Regions from separate parts of the Mus musculus genome. Here regions 2, 3, 4 and 5 are each linked to region 1. The links are chromatin contacts, called in public HiCAR-type and HiChIP or PLAC-seq maps. All regions are on one chromosome and are shown on one strand. The core of a region is the stretch at or near the end of the contact, and the rest is flanking DNA. Distances in the headings are between cores, read along the strand shown. Region 1 holds the start of Six1 (sine oculis-related homeobox 1). Region 2 has its middle 4.8 kb from the start of Gm34016. Region 3 overlaps Gm34080 (a long non-coding RNA gene). Region 4 has its middle 17 kb from the start of Gm33929. Region 5 overlaps D830013O20Rik (RIKEN cDNA D830013O20 gene).

Region 1 (2,874 bases), core at 260-2,759:
AGCCCAGTGTTTGCTCCCTGCCACTCCCTAAGAGGGCACACCGGAATCAAAAGCATTTTTGAAGTGTACTTAAAATTCTGTTTTCAACTTATCTAATCAGAGATAAGTATAGTCATAAAGTCACTCTCCCTCCACCTTCCCTTATCTCCACCCATTGTTCTTATCTCTTGCTTGACTTAGCCACTGACAATAGATTATCTTTGTTTAGAGAGGCTAATTGTTTTTGAAATCTTTTTAATAATTGCTTTGGAACAAGGTGTGCAAATGAGGCTTAAGTTAATTACAGCTTCATTTGTCTGTGCAGTTTTACTAAGCATTCTCCCCACAGAAACAAAATAGCAGATGATGGAACTTAAATTGCAGGACACATCTCATTGGCTGGCAGTAAAATAGGCCAGCATTGCAAACACACACACACACACACACACACACACACACACACACACTTTATTTAATCTTCTTGGAGCCACTGTGGTTCTAGCTTAGAGGGCAGTGTCCCTCTCAGAGCAGGGCAAGGATTATGTTACAACCAGACAGTTATTGGAGCTGGGCGCAGTTTTATTTAATTTACACCCCATTCAGCGCCTTTTGCATGAGGTTCCCCAATTTTTTTTTTTTTTTTTGCTAATGGCAAGTAAAGCTTTTCAGCATCCATCGGTAGCAGGGGTTGCTTTGAAAAAACGCAACCGTACAACTGGGGAAACTGAGTCCAGAAGTCTATGGACAGCAAGATTCTAAATTGCAGATGAAGCCCTGGTGTCTCTATGCTACAGTGCCAGGGTCAACCCTTCTGATCCCTCTTCTAGAGGCACTTTGAGAATGAGGGGAATGTTGCCCAGATCAGAGTCCTTGAGACCTTTAGGAGGTGTTAGGAGTTAGGAAGAGAAAGGGTGTAGGAGTTGGGGGGTGGGGGTGGGGGTGGGGGTGGGGGGCTAGGTTTGTCTTCACCTCCAGGAACCAAACCTGGAAGAAGCCACTTTCAGAGTGCTTGCAGCACAGAACCCTAGTCTCCTTTTGTATTATTTATCTCATTCCATAAGCTATTCATCAATCCATTATTTATTCATCTTAACATTAAGGTAATTAAATATGAGCTCACCGGGAAAAGCCAAGACTGCAAGAGACAGGGCTAAGAATATGGAGAAGAGGGTCATTAGAACGTCTGCAGCCATTGATTTGTGCTGCGTGAGGCTCCCCTTAGGTGACACCAAAGAGGGCGCCGCTTCGCAAGGTCCTGACTTGGTCACCACCCTTTTCAGCACCCCAGTTCCCTCCTCCCGACCCCACCTCACTTCCCACCTCTCCGGGTCCTTCTCCTCCCACCACTTCTTATCCTAGGCAGCACTCGGTAGCTTCGCCCTCCCCACGCGGGGCGGCAGGGTGGCGCGGCTTTGCTGCCGGGCCGGGCGGCGCGCAGGCTGGCCAGCTTCGGATAGGCGCCGCTCGCAGCCAATCAGCGTGTCGGGGACGCTGCGCGCTTTAAGGCCGCTGCGGGGAGAACAGAAACCAAGTTCCCCGGCAACCAGCAGCATCCACCCGGCGGCAGGCGGGAGCCAGCGAGGCCCAGAAGGCTGTAGAGAACGCCAGCCACTCGGAGTCTAGCTCACCCCTACTTCTCTTCGTCTTCCTTGGCCTCCCACCCGCCGAGGTTCGACTGGTCTCTTCGCCCGCGCCAAGGCTAGGGAGGGGGTTAGGAGCAGCCGCGCCCCCCTCCCCGCGGCAGCCGCCCCCTGCTCTCCCAGCTCTGCTCACTGCCGCGTGCGCCCGGGCCCGTGCGCCCCGGCAGCGCCAGCCATGTCGATGCTGCCGTCGTTTGGTTTTACGCAAGAGCAAGTGGCGTGCGTGTGCGAAGTTCTGCAGCAAGGAGGGAACCTGGAACGCCTGGGCAGGTTCTTGTGGTCGTTGCCCGCCTGCGATCACCTGCACAAGAACGAGAGCGTGCTCAAGGCCAAGGCGGTGGTCGCCTTCCACCGCGGCAACTTCCGCGAGCTCTACAAGATACTGGAGAGCCACCAGTTCTCGCCTCACAATCACCCCAAACTGCAGCAGCTGTGGCTGAAAGCGCACTACGTGGAGGCCGAGAAACTTCGCGGCCGACCCCTGGGTGCCGTGGGCAAATATCGGGTGCGCCGAAAATTCCCGTTGCCGCGGACCATCTGGGACGGCGAGGAGACCAGCTACTGCTTTAAGGAGAAGTCTCGGGGCGTGCTGCGGGAGTGGTACGCGCACAACCCCTACCCCTCACCGAGGGAGAAACGGGAGCTGGCCGAGGCCACCGGCCTCACCACCACCCAGGTCAGCAACTGGTTTAAGAACCGGAGGCAAAGAGACCGGGCCGCCGAGGCCAAGGAAAGGTACGCGGCGTGCTTGCCCAGGCTCGGGTGACCCCGGGAAGTTTCACCCTTCGCTCCCTTCTGCCCCCCGCAGGCGTCGCCACCAGCTTCCTACCCGCCGCCACCCGGCAGAGGTCCGTGGGGCGGCACCCCGGCCTCGGCGACGCTGCTGTGAAGGTTCATGAACTCTTGAGGTTGCCTGTTAGGGACTGGGTCGCGTTTGCGTGGAGCACTCGCGCGTGGGTTTCTTTGGTGAGGGAAAGTGTGGGGAACGGTCGGCGTTGGGTTTGTTTCATGCCCTCCGGGCTGGCTCCGGCGAAGAGAAGGGATGGCCAGGGAGTTTGTAGATCAGAGGAAACGGGGGTATTGCTTGGTATCGCGAGGGAAGCTGTTCGGTACGGCGGAAGGTCTCGAACCTCCGCTCTTTCGCTCCGTCTTGAAGCTGGTCTGAGTCGAACGCTCGGCCCCCAGTACCTCCCGGCTCTCTGCTCATTCTCTCCGGCTAGTCTATGGAGGAGAGTTCTGCTTCATTTCGCGCTAG
Region 2 (2,874 bases), core at 116-2,615, 470 kb before region 1:
CCTTTCATCTCATTTAAGACAGCCTTTAAATGGACGTCTGTGTCAAGATCCCTCTGCAAGACTCAGAAGAATGTAAGAGTTTCAGAGTGAGGCAGAATGCTATGAAATGAAATCCCCTGTGGGTGATGTGGCCATTGCGCCTACAAACCCACTGTGGTCACCTGCACTACAGCACACCAAGATCAGCTCCAGCAGGCAGCGTCAACTGAACTCAATAGGTTAAAAATAAAAATAAGAAACAAATAAGTAAATAAATAAGTGGAAAGGATATGAGGTTGGGAGGGCGATGTGTCCTGGGGCTGTCTTGGAGGAGTATGACAGAGTCGGGGGTGGGGGTTGGGTAAGATCAAGGTACATTGTATACACATATGAACTTGTCAAAGAGTAAATGAAAGATATTCTAAAAGACTTCATGTGGATTTTAGTGTGAATGTAAATATCACATATAGCATAATGACTGCTGTATTTTGCCACCTCCAGTCACTAAGGTTGGGAACTGGGGTCTGAAAGGCCCCCAGGTCCCCCACTTTCTACATCCCCTTCTGGAAAAGAACTCTGTGACTGAGCTGCCACTGTCACAGGAGAAGACAGCATGCAGAGACTGCAGTCTCCGCTGGCTCCTCCTCAGCTGCTCACACAGGAGGGGACAGAGGTGGTTTTACTAGTGGTTTGTTCAGAATTAGAGCGAACCACACGCACTCACATATGCTCCCGATCATTCGGGGTTTCCAGTTACACATTGCCCAAATATATTGAATCACTGAGTCAGATGAGTCTCGACTTTATATTCTAGCAAAGAAGTTCTGTGCTGTGGAGGGGCAGTTCTGCTTGCTTGCTTTTCTTTCCTTCCTTCTTTCTTTCTTGCTTGCTTGCTTGCTGGGGATCAAAGTCCAGGCTAATCATAGGCTAATTAATCAACTGGGCTCCTCCATCCCCTGATGGTGATTTTGGTCCTCAGCATAGAATATTTGTCAAAGGGATTAGAACTCGGGAGGCACATCCCTACTGCTTCGGACGAGATGAACTTCCTCATTTTGATTCCTTAGACTGGGCCTCTGGTCATGGCACTGGTGGGTCAGGATGAAGGCTGAAGGATGCTGGCCACCTAGTGCCAGCTCTTCATTTGCCCTCTGCAGCTGGGGTGGCGACAGCCAATGGCTTCGTTTTGTTCATGCTACTCTGATTTTCCTACTCTTTCCTGGAATTAAAACAAAACAAAACAAAACAAAACAAAACTTGAAGCACGTAGTTTCCCAAAAGATAAACCAACCCTGGATGAGTTTGATGGTTGAGGTAGAATGTTGAATGTAGAAGTCTAAGTTTCCCAGTAACCCAAGAGGAGGAGAACTCCGACTGACGGTTGAGGCAGCGCAGTGGCTATGGTCGGACCATCATTACAGGAGTGCATTACATCATTACAGGAGTGCATTACATCATTACAGGAGTGCAGAGTCCCGAGAAAAGGCTTTGATGTGAGTTAAAAAGTAATGTCAGGGTATAGCTCAAGAATGAGGTGTAGGCGACTCGAATCATTAGCGTGCCCCTTGCTAAGAAATATACCCACAAGCAATGCAAGGCAGATCTGGAGCATCACGGCTATCCAAAGACATTTCTCACTAAAGACAGTAGCCTATATTTGGAAGCCACCCTAGAATTACAGAACCAAGGCTGCCTTTCAATGGTGACATTCTCAAAGGACCTGGACTGTGACTAACATACCTCCTCTCCTGGAGGGCCTCTGGAAGCTTCCAGAAATCAGAAACTGAGACTGACTTTGCCCATCGGTGCCTTCTAGCCACTCCAACAAGAATCCTTTAATCAGTCAGCTTTCAAGAGTCAGTGGCTTTTCATTTAAACAAATTCTCAAGGAACTGAAGTATACACAGAGCCCACAGCGGGACCGAGTAACCATAGATAAACATCTATGTCAGTTGTGTTTCTGTGGAGTTAGGGGAAGAATAACTTTCTTTTTTGGTGATTACAATTTGGTTTACTTATTTGGTTATTTTCAAATGCCAGCTCTCCTCGGATTCTGTACTGGGAGCAGAGGGCACGAGCCGCATCTCTGCCTTTACAGTGTTCCCCGTGGAAAACAGGTACAGGGCACTGCTGTACGGTGTAGGCTGTGCTGGAGGAGGTAAGCGTTGGGGGAACTCAGGGTCACAGCCCACGGTCATATGCCTGAGATACTTTCTCTGAACAGCGAGGAGTGCACACCTTCAGGATGGCACTGGAGCCACTGAGGTCAGAAAAGGGGATCTTGTGCCACAGAGGACGGGAGCAAAAATATCAGTGTGGATGGCACCTAAAGGAAAGGAGAAAGAAAACTGGGGGTGGGGGTGGGGGCTGCAGAAGCTACTGACAGTCAGCTTAGGGACTTTGAGATCAGTGGGAGAAGGGAGGTCACAGTAGGGTGTTAGCAGGGATTTTTTGGATAGAAGATTCTAGTGGTTACACAGCAACTCATAGCTCAGCGGGAGAAAGAACAGAAGCAAAGTGGGTTAGGAGACCCCATTACTGAGAATGCGCAACTTTGTAGCTACAGCTGCTTAACAAGGCCTCATGCGAGCATGCTCCTTTCAGCACAGAGGTATGGCCTGCGTTGAATGTGCTTACAACACACACACACACACACACACACACACACACCCCAGTGCACTCAGTCTTCTTCATGTTAGGAAGAAGGTCTGTACCTGGTGTGTAGCGGGTCTCACCTGGAGACCTTCTTCACACCACCAAGCATCTTTAAGACTAGAGACCATCAGCTTCCAGGCATGACTTGGGAAAGTGAGGAAGCCTCCCTCATCTCCTCCCTAAACCTTCTCATGACACCCTTTTAAACTAGGGCTCTTCCTTTCTCCATTTGTAACTATT
Region 3 (2,874 bases), core at 209-2,708, 450 kb before region 1:
CTTGTAGATCCCTGTCTTGGTGGAAAGACATAACATGAAGAACACAATCCCCTCTTCAGCCTTGGAGTTTCATTGGTTCTGTAGTCACCAAGCAATGTAGTCATCTATTTATATTAAACGGTTATTTGTTATCTATTTGGAACTCAAACTCAACTTGGCATCCTGTCCTTTCTCTGGGGATTCTAATAACACAACTGCCATATTTCATTCCCACGGAGGGCCAAGGACCACTACCCATCTGTAACAATCAACTCTAACACACCTATTTGTCCCACATCCTGTCCCTGCTCCAAAGCCAAAGGAGGTTTACGTCGTCCAAATGGCGGTCCTTGCCAGCTTCAGTTTGGGTTGTTTACTTCAGGAACACTGATTAAGTCATATATTACAAAGAAGCCTCCCCCTACCTCTAATTCAAAACAGCTGAACCAGCTTCCGTGCCTGCCAGCCAAGCCTTATGGTGCATGCCTTCGGAGGGGACGGGACTTGGGACGAGGGCGATGGGTGGACAGCTTTAGTATTAAGCAAGGACATCACTTTGTACCCTTGTAGAAAATGCTCTTTATAGCGCATCAGGTTACAAAGCCTCAGTTAGGTTGGGGAGGGGGGCGGCAAGGAAGGACAGACAGAGCACAGAGGGGCACAATGTTTGAGGATCAAAGAACCCAGCCTGTCAAGTGCTGTGACATTTCTTCGGTGAGGAAATGGGTTCACATTTTACCCCCGAGGGTTTACAGACAAAAGCCAAGGTTCCACTCAAAAAAATTTAAGACATTTATTAAGATGCCAAACTGCATCTACCCACAGATGCTTTGGACCCCCACTCGGTTTTCCCTTTAAACTCTGGGGGCAGGAGGATAGTTTATTATGTGGCTGTGAGGGTTGCGCTCAGCTGAAATGCAGACATCTTGAAATGTGTGAAAGATGAGGAATGAGTTTCCTTCTAAAGTTCATCTAAAAAGGACTAGGACGTTTGACCTGAAGCTATGAGGTGATGATGGAGGGCTGGCTATAGGCACGCATGGTATCTCTCCTCTCCTCTCCTCTCCTCTCCTCTCCTCTCCTCTCCTCTCCTCTCCTCTCCTCTCCTCTCCTCTCCTCTCCTCTCCCCTCCCCTCCCCTCCCCTCCCCTCCCCTCCCCTCCCCTCCCCTCCCCTCCCCTCCCCTCCCCTCCCATCTGCACTGCAGAGCTGGAGGAGAGGGTTCGAGGTGAGAGGAGAGAGGGAGGCTGGGAGCTCGGGAAGTCTGCAGTGAGTACAGTAGATGCATTTCCCCGCTCATAGATATCTCCAGCGTTGCCTTTCTGGAGAGAATCCAGTTTGCTTTAATTTCATTTTACAGTAAACTCTCTATGAATGGACATGAAAGTGCCGTCAAGGTCAGCAGGCCACGGGATGAAACGGACCGGCTCGGACCTGCTCAGAGCAGTTCCACCTTCATGTCTATTGACCAGAAACATGGCATTAGCTATGCTGAGGAAACCAACAGAAGATAAAATCAAAGCTCAGCCTTTGCACGGCTCCAAGGCAGGCCCTATATTTGCCTTCGTGCAAGCTTTGTAATATCTGCTATAGCCTGACAGGCGTTTGAAAGAACAGACGTTCTATGAGAAGGTCAAGGAGGCAGATCCTGCGCTCAGAGGCTGCCCGCCGAGATGCCCACATAGATAGAGCAGACCTGTGGATGTGGACAGACGTCTGCCTCTGAGGCTAGGGAGAAACCCGTGGTTTCTGTTTTGTTTAGTTTCAGTTTTGGGTGTTGAATCTAGGGCCTTGTGCATGCTAGGCACGTGCTCTACCATTGATCTACGTAGCCAGTCTGTTTTTAATTTTTTTTTTCTTTTGAGACAGGGTCTCACTTGGTCCCCCAGGTTGCCTTTGAACTTGCCCAGGCAGACCATGGTGTGGCAATCCTCCTGCCTCCATCTCCAGAGTAGCTAGGATTACAAGTCTGGATCTTTTACTCTTTCAGATGTCATGATAGCCTTCCCTTTGACTTTACCCTAAATGTTTCTCAAAGCCGCAGAGAAGGTTCTGACAGGATGGCCTTTCACAGGTGAGAAGGGGAAAGGTGATGGCGCTGCCATTGAGCCTCAGGTGACGTGGGTGAAATCAGAAAGATGCATGGAACCCACATAGAGAAGGCCAGATGCAGGGGGCACAAGCCACTGAATTCCCAGTCACGTCAGAGACCTAGATGGGCCTCAGTTTAGGGAACTTAGTGAGATTTTTGTCTCAATGTAAAAACAGAAAAGGAGTCTGAAGATTTAGCTCAGTGGCAGAGCACCTGCCTAGCACTCAAGAGGGTCTAGATACAAACCTCTCAGTTCCCCAACCCGCAAAGATAACCAGTGAACTCAGAGTACCAGGGCTGGAGCTTGGTGGTAGGCACCTGCATAGTATACATAGCCCTTGGCGGATGTTATCCCCAAAACCACACACACACACACACACACACACACACACACAAAGATGTACCAAGGACAGTATCATCATCAATATTCCATCTCCCTCAATCCCTCCTCTCCTGAGATGCCACTTACAGTAAAAGGCACGAATCTAAAGTATAGTTTTGATGAATTTTCACAACTGTAGTCTGTCTCAACACCCTTTACTCCAGATAGAGGACAAAGCCTGGAGCGAGAGACATGCTGTCCACAGCATTCCAAGATATGGCAGGCTCAACACCTTTAAATGCCAGAGTAGCCTGTACCTACAATCTCATTCCAGGTCTTTGCTGCTTGGTTTTGTAGCACCAGGTTCTACAGAACTAATGAGGAGTTTCATTTCCTCCTCAGAGTTTAGCCAGCACTACCATGTGACATTCAAGAGCCAGGCCTTCAGCAGCGAAAGGTCTCCTAAGCCTAGAGAAATGTAC
Region 4 (2,874 bases), core at 199-2,698, 380 kb before region 1:
AGAGACTCATTGACTTATATAGACTTTGTGGCTGGTTTTTTGCGTCTGGTTTTTGTGTGTGATATTTTTATTTATTTGCAAATTTTATAATAAACTTTATAGAAATCAATCTTTAAAAAGCTACAATACAAAGCTATGGTAAAAGATACTTGCTCATTTACCTCTCTCCTCTCTCTCTCTCTCTCTCTCTCTCTCTCTCTCTCTCTCTGTGTGTGTGTGTGTGTGTGTGTATGTCCAAAATAATTATCTATAGTCTCAATACCTGAACTACATATTGTCAATATGCATACCCACTCAAGACTAGTCTTAAGGTATGTAGAGTAACAGGTAAATATTTCTTTTGCAAGACTGCTATGGATATAAGATATCTGAGTCACTCCAAGTCAGCTGGTCAGCAAGCACCACACAGGCCTAGTGTTCAACAATTGCACAAATGCATACAGCCATTGGGAACAATCTATTCCTGGGGGTACTCTACCCAAACTGGACCCCCACAAGATGGCTCCATGTAAACATGAGTCCTGAAGCTCCTCAGAGCATCTACTGACCACACACACACAGGATAGGAAGGAGAGGAGGGAGCATGGACCACTGCCCACAGGGACCCTAGCCTAGACTTAGGGTACTCCACTGGGACCTTACAGCCAGCCCTATTTTGTCTGAGATATCACATGATGACCTCCTTTGAGAAGAGTGCTTTAAGGGGTCAGGATGACAGAGGGATGACTAAGGAGTTTGTGAATCCACATGAGGCTTGCTAGGGAATTGCCATCCATGAGGCAGTAGCCTGGAGCTGATGACAGCACTGTGCCTTTCCAAGAAGTCTGCAAAGGACAGGAGAGTGGTTCTGGAGGTCTAGGGAAGTCTGACCTTGTAGGAACTAAGATCTCTGGTAACCCACAGTCCAATCCCAGTCTCCCTTCCCTCTCTGATCTCCTGCAGGGCTTCCCTCTGGCTGAACCTAGCAAGAGCTCAGCAGGCAGAAGAGTCCAGTCATGCAGTCATAGAGGTCAGCCTTCTAGGACAGGATGGAAGGTAGCCAGTGGAAGGAACTAGGGAGCAGTGGGAGGCTATATCCCCCACCCCCACCCCCAAATAACACATTCTCAAATAAGTATCTGCAATATACTCGCTGCCTTCCGGGCTGTGTGATCACGTGATCAAAGAAAAAAACCCGGCTCCGCACACTATTCCACTTTGTTCCTGGTGCTATGATTATTGGACTTAGAGGCCGCTGTAGACATTAGGTGTTGAGCAAATGGAGCAATTTAGCCATGGTCAGGTCCTTCGGACATCATTAGGCTTCCGCCTCAGCCTCACTCTTACACCAGCAAAGCCCTCAGGAAACCCCGAAGCATCAGCCGCAGCCACTCGGCCTGCTTGCAGTTGATCTTCCACTCCTCCTGCGGGTGGAATGTCAGCGAAGTGGCAGGGAGCCTGCTCACCAAGAGCCTGGTTGATGGCTTTGGAAACCCAGCCCTCTTCTGGAATTTAATAAAAAACCACCCCCTAGATGCAGGGTGGGGGCACTAACTCTTTAAAATGATGCTTTTCTTTAGCGGGGGTTGGAACGGGAGTGGGGGGTGGGAGCGGAGAATTGATGCCAGTAAGAGAAAGAAAAGAATTTGGGTTTTTCAAAGATGGAAGAAAATGTTTTTAATTTACAACTTTGCTAATTTAATTCCCCTCCACCAAATTCTTTGATGGCTATCTGTGCCGAGGGAGCAAACTTCAAATGCTTCAGCGGCAGAGCTGGCCTCGGGTTTTCTTACCAAAGTTTCAGTACACGCTTTTAGGTCTTTCATCAAACTGGTTGATGTGGCTGACATTTTCCGGGCAGTGCCAGGTATATTCCCACGTGCAGCTCCTTCGAGCCACGGCCAGAGGTTCCCGGTACAAAGCAACCTTTGGCATTGAGGACTTTTTTTTTTAATTGTTACCCTGGGACATGGAGTGTTGCTGGCGTCTACTGGGTGGAATCCAGGGGGTTATGGATAAATATTGTACAGTGCTCGGGACACCCCTTCATTGTCAGGCGGCCCCCACTGTCACAGGACTGAGGTTAGCAAAGCTTCCTCACACTGAAATCAGATCCTTTAACTGGTGTCAAAACCTGTACTGCCCAAAGCACTGGCCACTTACCACGTGTGGCTTTAAGTTTTTTATTCCGTTTATTTAGTGTGTATGTGTGTCTGGTTAATTTTCGTGTGTGGTGTTTTTATTTATTTGTAAATTTTATAATAAACTTTATAGAAATAAATCTATAAAAAGCTACAATACAAAGCTATGGTTAAAAGAGACTTGCTCGTTCTCTCTCATATATCCATATGTATTATGTATGTGTGTATGTATCACCAAAATTAAAATTATAAGTTATAAATTATTATATTTAATATTTATAATTAAATTTGCGTGCCCCTTTGGGCATGTGCCCTGACGTACATGTGGAGACTGACGTACAAGTTTTTCAACAGTCAGTCCTTTCCTTCCGAGACGAGGGTCCCTGGGATTAAACTCGGGTCATCGGGCTTGGCAGCAGGTTTCTTTACCAGGCAAGCCATCTCGGAGGCCATGTGTGGCTTTTGATCCCTGTAAATGCAGGTGGTCCAAATTCAAGTGTGTTGTGTCAAATCCTAGCCCAGTTTCTGAGAGTTCATATGAACCATGGAATGTCAGTGTTTTGTTAATAATTTTCTCATGGGTTACATGTTGAGATGATAATATTTTGAACATTGTGGCTTAGATAAGATGTTATTATGATTAACTTTCGTCTTACTAGTTTATTAATATGGCTACTGGGGATCTTAATTCTATGTGGGCCGGTGGTCTTTCTCCATCAATACTAACCTAGTTCAGAGACAGGCAGTTTTTCTG
Region 5 (2,874 bases), core at 267-2,766, 340 kb before region 1:
GAACTTGTAAAACCAGTTCCCCTCTACCAAAGGAGGATAGCTCCCTTATCACAGGAAGAGGGGATACTTGGCTGTCGGTGGTACCTATTAGCATATCAACGCTCATGCAGGCCTCCAGGCTCCCTCAGTACCACAAGAACCTGTTACTTATTTCAGAGTCCAGGCTAATGTCCTGGCTCTTCTCAGCCCCGCCCCTACCTTAAACTTCTCCAGCTCAGGGGTGTCCCTCTCCCAGAAACTCATCTCTCCTTATAACTCTCTCTCTCTCTCTCTCTCTCTCTCTCTCTCTCTCTCTCTCTCTCTGTCTCTCTCTCTCTGTCTCTCTGTCTCTCTCTCTTCTTTTCTTATGAAGAATGAGAGTCAGAGAGAGAGAAAGGTATGCAAGAGAGACTTTGAACCCAACACAGTGAGACAAGAGACTTCCAAGTGTCTGCCAGGTGCTGGGGAGGTAGGAAGGACAGGACAGTCACTTATCCTGCTCTCCTGTGCTTCCAGTCAGCTTGACCAACCTATGATGTGTGCTGAGTTACAGTTGTAGTGTTATCTAAGAAGGCAGAGCAAGATCAGGAGTATCTACAATAGAACACTTCATCCCAAGGGATGAAGGAAAAGAGGAAGGGAAAGAGACAGAGAGAAGAAAACAGGGAGAGAAAAAGAGACAAGAGAGAAGGGGAGAATGGAAGGCACAGAAGAAGGGATGGGGGGGGGGGGGAGAACATTGCCTAACATAGCCATTCCAGGCCACAGAGCATCTTCGAATGGGCTTTCATGATAGGAGACTGCTATGTAACTCTGCTCCCACCCTCAGCAACACACACGCTAGAGTCCTAACTTCCTGTGTCTCAGGATGTGACTATTTGGAGATGAGTCTACAGAGAGATAAGTTAAATGAGGTCAGTGAGATGGGCTCTAATCCAATGTTCTGATGTTTTTATAAAAAGAGAAATGTTAGACTCTGCCATGTATGGAGGGAAAACCACATGAAGACCTGGGGACGAGGTGGCCCTCTGCTAGCCAAGGAGAGAAACCAGAGACAGATCTATCCCTCCTTGGTCCCACTAACCTGAATCTGCATCTTGCCTACCAGCCTCTAAAACTGTGAATTTCCATCGCTGGGCCACAAGTGTGCTAGTTACAGCAGCCCTGGCAGAGTAACTTAGGGACTGAGTCTCTGCCTTCCTTATCAATAGCTCACTACAGGACCTCAGATTACACAGGCATGAGTTTAGAAGAGAGGCGTCTGTCTGTCCGGGGCCAGAGGACTCAGAGGACAGCTCTCTCCATCCACTTGGCCCCATTGTTCTATGGCCTTGCCCCCCTACCCTAGGACTCTGGGTCTGTAGCAGACACTGGTCCTCCCTCCTGGTGGGAGCAGGGCTTAAAGGAGAACCCCTGATGTTCTCCCTGGACCAGTTATTAGAGTCCTGGGAAGGATGAGGTTTACTGCCAGGAAGGGAAGCCCTAGGAAGCCATCCTCTTTGCTGCTGGAGACACAGGGGCAGTGGGGGAGAAGCAAGATTCTCCAGCCATGACTCACCCTACATTTCATGGGGAAGGGAAGTGGAGAAGGTCCCGAAAAGCCATACGGGAAAGCAGTTAAGCTCATTCTCATTATACAGACTTGAAACCCGCACCATCTGATGCATGCACTGTTGCTGCCACAGTTGAATGAGCAAGGAACCTTGGCCTGTGGACTCAGTGTCCTGATTCAGGCTAGGCATGAGACACATGGGCTAGGCTCCGGGAATCTCTTGGGATCGCAGGAGTGTCTGCCCTGGCTAGGGACACCACCATGGAGGGGGATGATGTCCAACAGATTAGGAGCAGGACCCAAGTTGACAGTGCTTCAGTCCTAGTAGTCCTGCTAAAAGGAAGGCCCCAGGCTGTTGGGCAAGGGCGGGTTTGTGGCTGGAGCTGGGGCTGACTGGTTTTTCCACTCCCAGTGATTCTGAGCCTGAGAAAACACTTCTAGCAGCAGAAAGACTAAGACTGACAGCGTGGAGGAAACCCCTGGAGTAGTGGGGAGCCAGCAGGGAGAAAAACAGACTCTTTCAGAGAGGACAGGAGATTGGCAGGTGCTAAGTGGGGGGTTTGAGGTGTAGGGGGGCTGGTGCCACACACCACGTCAGAGTCTCAGAGCTTCATTTCCCCATCAGCAAGGGTTCTGGGATTGGACACTCAGGGCTTTGAAGTCACCTGATTGGCATCAGCACGCCCATCTGTCCACTAGCACCAAGTGCTTACAAAATGTTAAACTGTCCTGAGAGGAAAGCTTCCAAAACAACAGCAAATTGCTTTTCTATCTTTTTGCTTTAAGTTAAGCTGGATGAAAAGTGGCAACTGTGACACACACACAAACACACACACACACACACTCACAACCGGCCGTCACCGGTCCTTCTTTCAAGTCCGTAAACCACACTTGAGGTGCTCACAGGAAGGGCACACTTTCTCAGTGCTAACCCGGCTGCCAAGGCTAACCACCTGACAGCTGTGATGAGCTTCGCCAGATAAACATACGAAGCATCACAGGTTGGCGTGTGTGTGTGTGTGTGTGTGTGTGTGTGTGCACAGAGAACTTTTCAGCTGAATGAAATAACAACTCCAGTGGACAGTGTGAGCCTTACAGATGAGGACCATGGGAGGGCTCTGGGCTGGGCTTTTGAAAGCCAATGAGAAGCCATGAATGGCCTAGTTTCTTGTTACCACTGGATGACACCTGTCCTTGTCCCAGTATGATGCCAAAAGAGAACACTGTTTTTTGGGGGTTTTTGTTTGTTTGTTTGTTTGGTTTTGGTTTGGTTTGGTTTGGTTTTTGTTTGTTTGTTTGTTTTAAGAAGAAAATACTATTTCCTCCTGTAATACATACTTTTA

The links. HiCAR-type assays count read pairs that join an accessible place to other places. HiChIP or PLAC-seq counts read pairs in DNA pulled down with a chosen protein or histone mark.
Region 2: an H3K4me3 HiChIP or PLAC-seq map of the SCID.adh cell line shows a contact between it and region 1, with 13 times the contacts expected there. The contact joins the enhancer-like site here to the promoter of Six1 in region 1. A contact is called at or near these places in 18 of 39 promoter capture datasets (the 3T3-L1 cell line, the C10 cell line, the HPC-7 cell line and 12 more), 1 of 15 datasets of contacts at CTCF or cohesin (stem cell-derived epiblast-like cells), 21 of 484 Hi-C or Micro-C datasets (the C2C12 cell line, bone marrow-derived macrophages, cardiomyocytes and 12 more), 31 of 115 datasets of contacts at active chromatin or transcription factors (the SCID.adh cell line, T-cell acute lymphoblastic leukemia, Th17 cells and 20 more) and 6 of 9 other capture datasets (adipose tissue, embryonic stem cells, embryonic trunk and 3 more).
Region 3: a contact with region 1 is called in an H3K27ac HiChIP or PLAC-seq map of thymic regulatory T cells, with 12 times the contacts expected there. The contact joins the enhancer-like site here to the promoter of Six1 in region 1. A contact is called at or near these places in 9 of 39 promoter capture datasets (the C10 cell line, cranial neural crest, embryonic stem cells and 6 more), 1 of 484 Hi-C or Micro-C datasets (bone marrow-derived macrophages), 24 of 115 datasets of contacts at active chromatin or transcription factors (the SCID.adh cell line, T-cell acute lymphoblastic leukemia, acute myeloid leukemia and 18 more) and 2 of 9 other capture datasets (adipose tissue and macrophages).
Region 4: a contact with region 1 is called in an H3K4me3 HiChIP or PLAC-seq map of craniofacial prominence, with 4 times the contacts expected there. The contact joins the enhancer-like site here to the promoter of Six1 in region 1. A contact is called at or near these places in 15 of 39 promoter capture datasets (the C10 cell line, the HPC-7 cell line, HPC-7-derived erythroid cells and 10 more), 18 of 484 Hi-C or Micro-C datasets (B cells, the C2C12 cell line, the HL-1 cell line and 13 more), 21 of 115 datasets of contacts at active chromatin or transcription factors (the SCID.adh cell line, Th17 cells, bone marrow-derived dendritic cells and 12 more) and 4 of 9 other capture datasets (adipose tissue, liver, macrophages and 1 more).
Region 5: a contact with region 1 is called in a HiCAR-type map of kidney, with 2.7 times the contacts expected there. The contact joins the enhancer-like site here to the promoter of Six1 in region 1. A contact is called at or near these places in 12 of 39 promoter capture datasets (3T3-L1-derived adipocytes, the C10 cell line, cranial neural crest and 9 more), 5 of 484 Hi-C or Micro-C datasets (the HL-1 cell line, bone marrow-derived macrophages, embryonic fibroblasts and 2 more), 14 of 115 datasets of contacts at active chromatin or transcription factors (acute myeloid leukemia, bone marrow-derived macrophages, craniofacial prominence and 8 more) and 4 of 9 other capture datasets (adipose tissue, embryonic stem cells, liver and 1 more).

Annotation. Positions count from the first base shown.
Region 1 is chr12:73,045,347-73,048,220 of GRCm38.p6, reverse strand. Six1 (sine oculis-related homeobox 1) reads left to right here and starts at 1,509. Exons shown (of 2, transcript NM_009189.3): 1 at 1,509-2,354. The coding sequence starts at 1,795. It overlaps Gm51264 (predicted gene, 51264), which reads right to left and starts at 2,336; the gene lies at 2,273-2,336.
Region 2 is chr12:73,512,717-73,515,590 of GRCm38.p6, reverse strand. No RefSeq gene overlaps it. Among named protein-coding and RNA genes, the nearest start is that of Gm34016, 4.8 kb to the right of the region's middle. Within about 2 kb of position 1,365, at least 6 of the 459 cell types and tissues checked have an H3K27ac peak or open chromatin away from gene starts, as enhancers often do. A contact at or near this core is called in the C2C12 cell line, the SCID.adh cell line and palatal mesenchyme, where this site is marked.
Region 3 is chr12:73,492,970-73,495,843 of GRCm38.p6, reverse strand. All of the region lies in intron 2 of Gm34080 (a long non-coding RNA gene), which reads right to left. Gm34016 (a long non-coding RNA gene) reads left to right here. Exons shown (of 4, transcript XR_381683.2): 3 at 1,969-2,052. Among named protein-coding and RNA genes, the nearest start is that of Gm34016, 15 kb to the left of the region's middle. Within about 2 kb of position 1,458, at least 20 of the 459 cell types and tissues checked have an H3K27ac peak or open chromatin away from gene starts, as enhancers often do. A contact at or near this core is called in the SCID.adh cell line, memory CD8 T cells, regulatory T cells and 2 more, where this site is marked.
Region 4 is chr12:73,426,870-73,429,743 of GRCm38.p6, reverse strand. No RefSeq gene overlaps it. Among named protein-coding and RNA genes, the nearest start is that of Gm33929, 17 kb to the left of the region's middle. Within about 2 kb of position 1,448, at least 34 of the 459 cell types and tissues checked have an H3K27ac peak or open chromatin away from gene starts, as enhancers often do. A contact at or near this core is called in craniofacial prominence and uterus, where this site is marked.
Region 5 is chr12:73,382,078-73,384,951 of GRCm38.p6, reverse strand. The region is part of intron 2 of D830013O20Rik (RIKEN cDNA D830013O20 gene); the gene reads left to right. Among named protein-coding and RNA genes, the nearest start is that of Gm40442, 19 kb to the left of the region's middle. Within about 2 kb of position 1,516, at least 101 of the 459 cell types and tissues checked have an H3K27ac peak or open chromatin away from gene starts, as enhancers often do. A contact at or near this core is called in the HL-1 cell line, embryonic fibroblasts, kidney and 3 more, where this site is marked.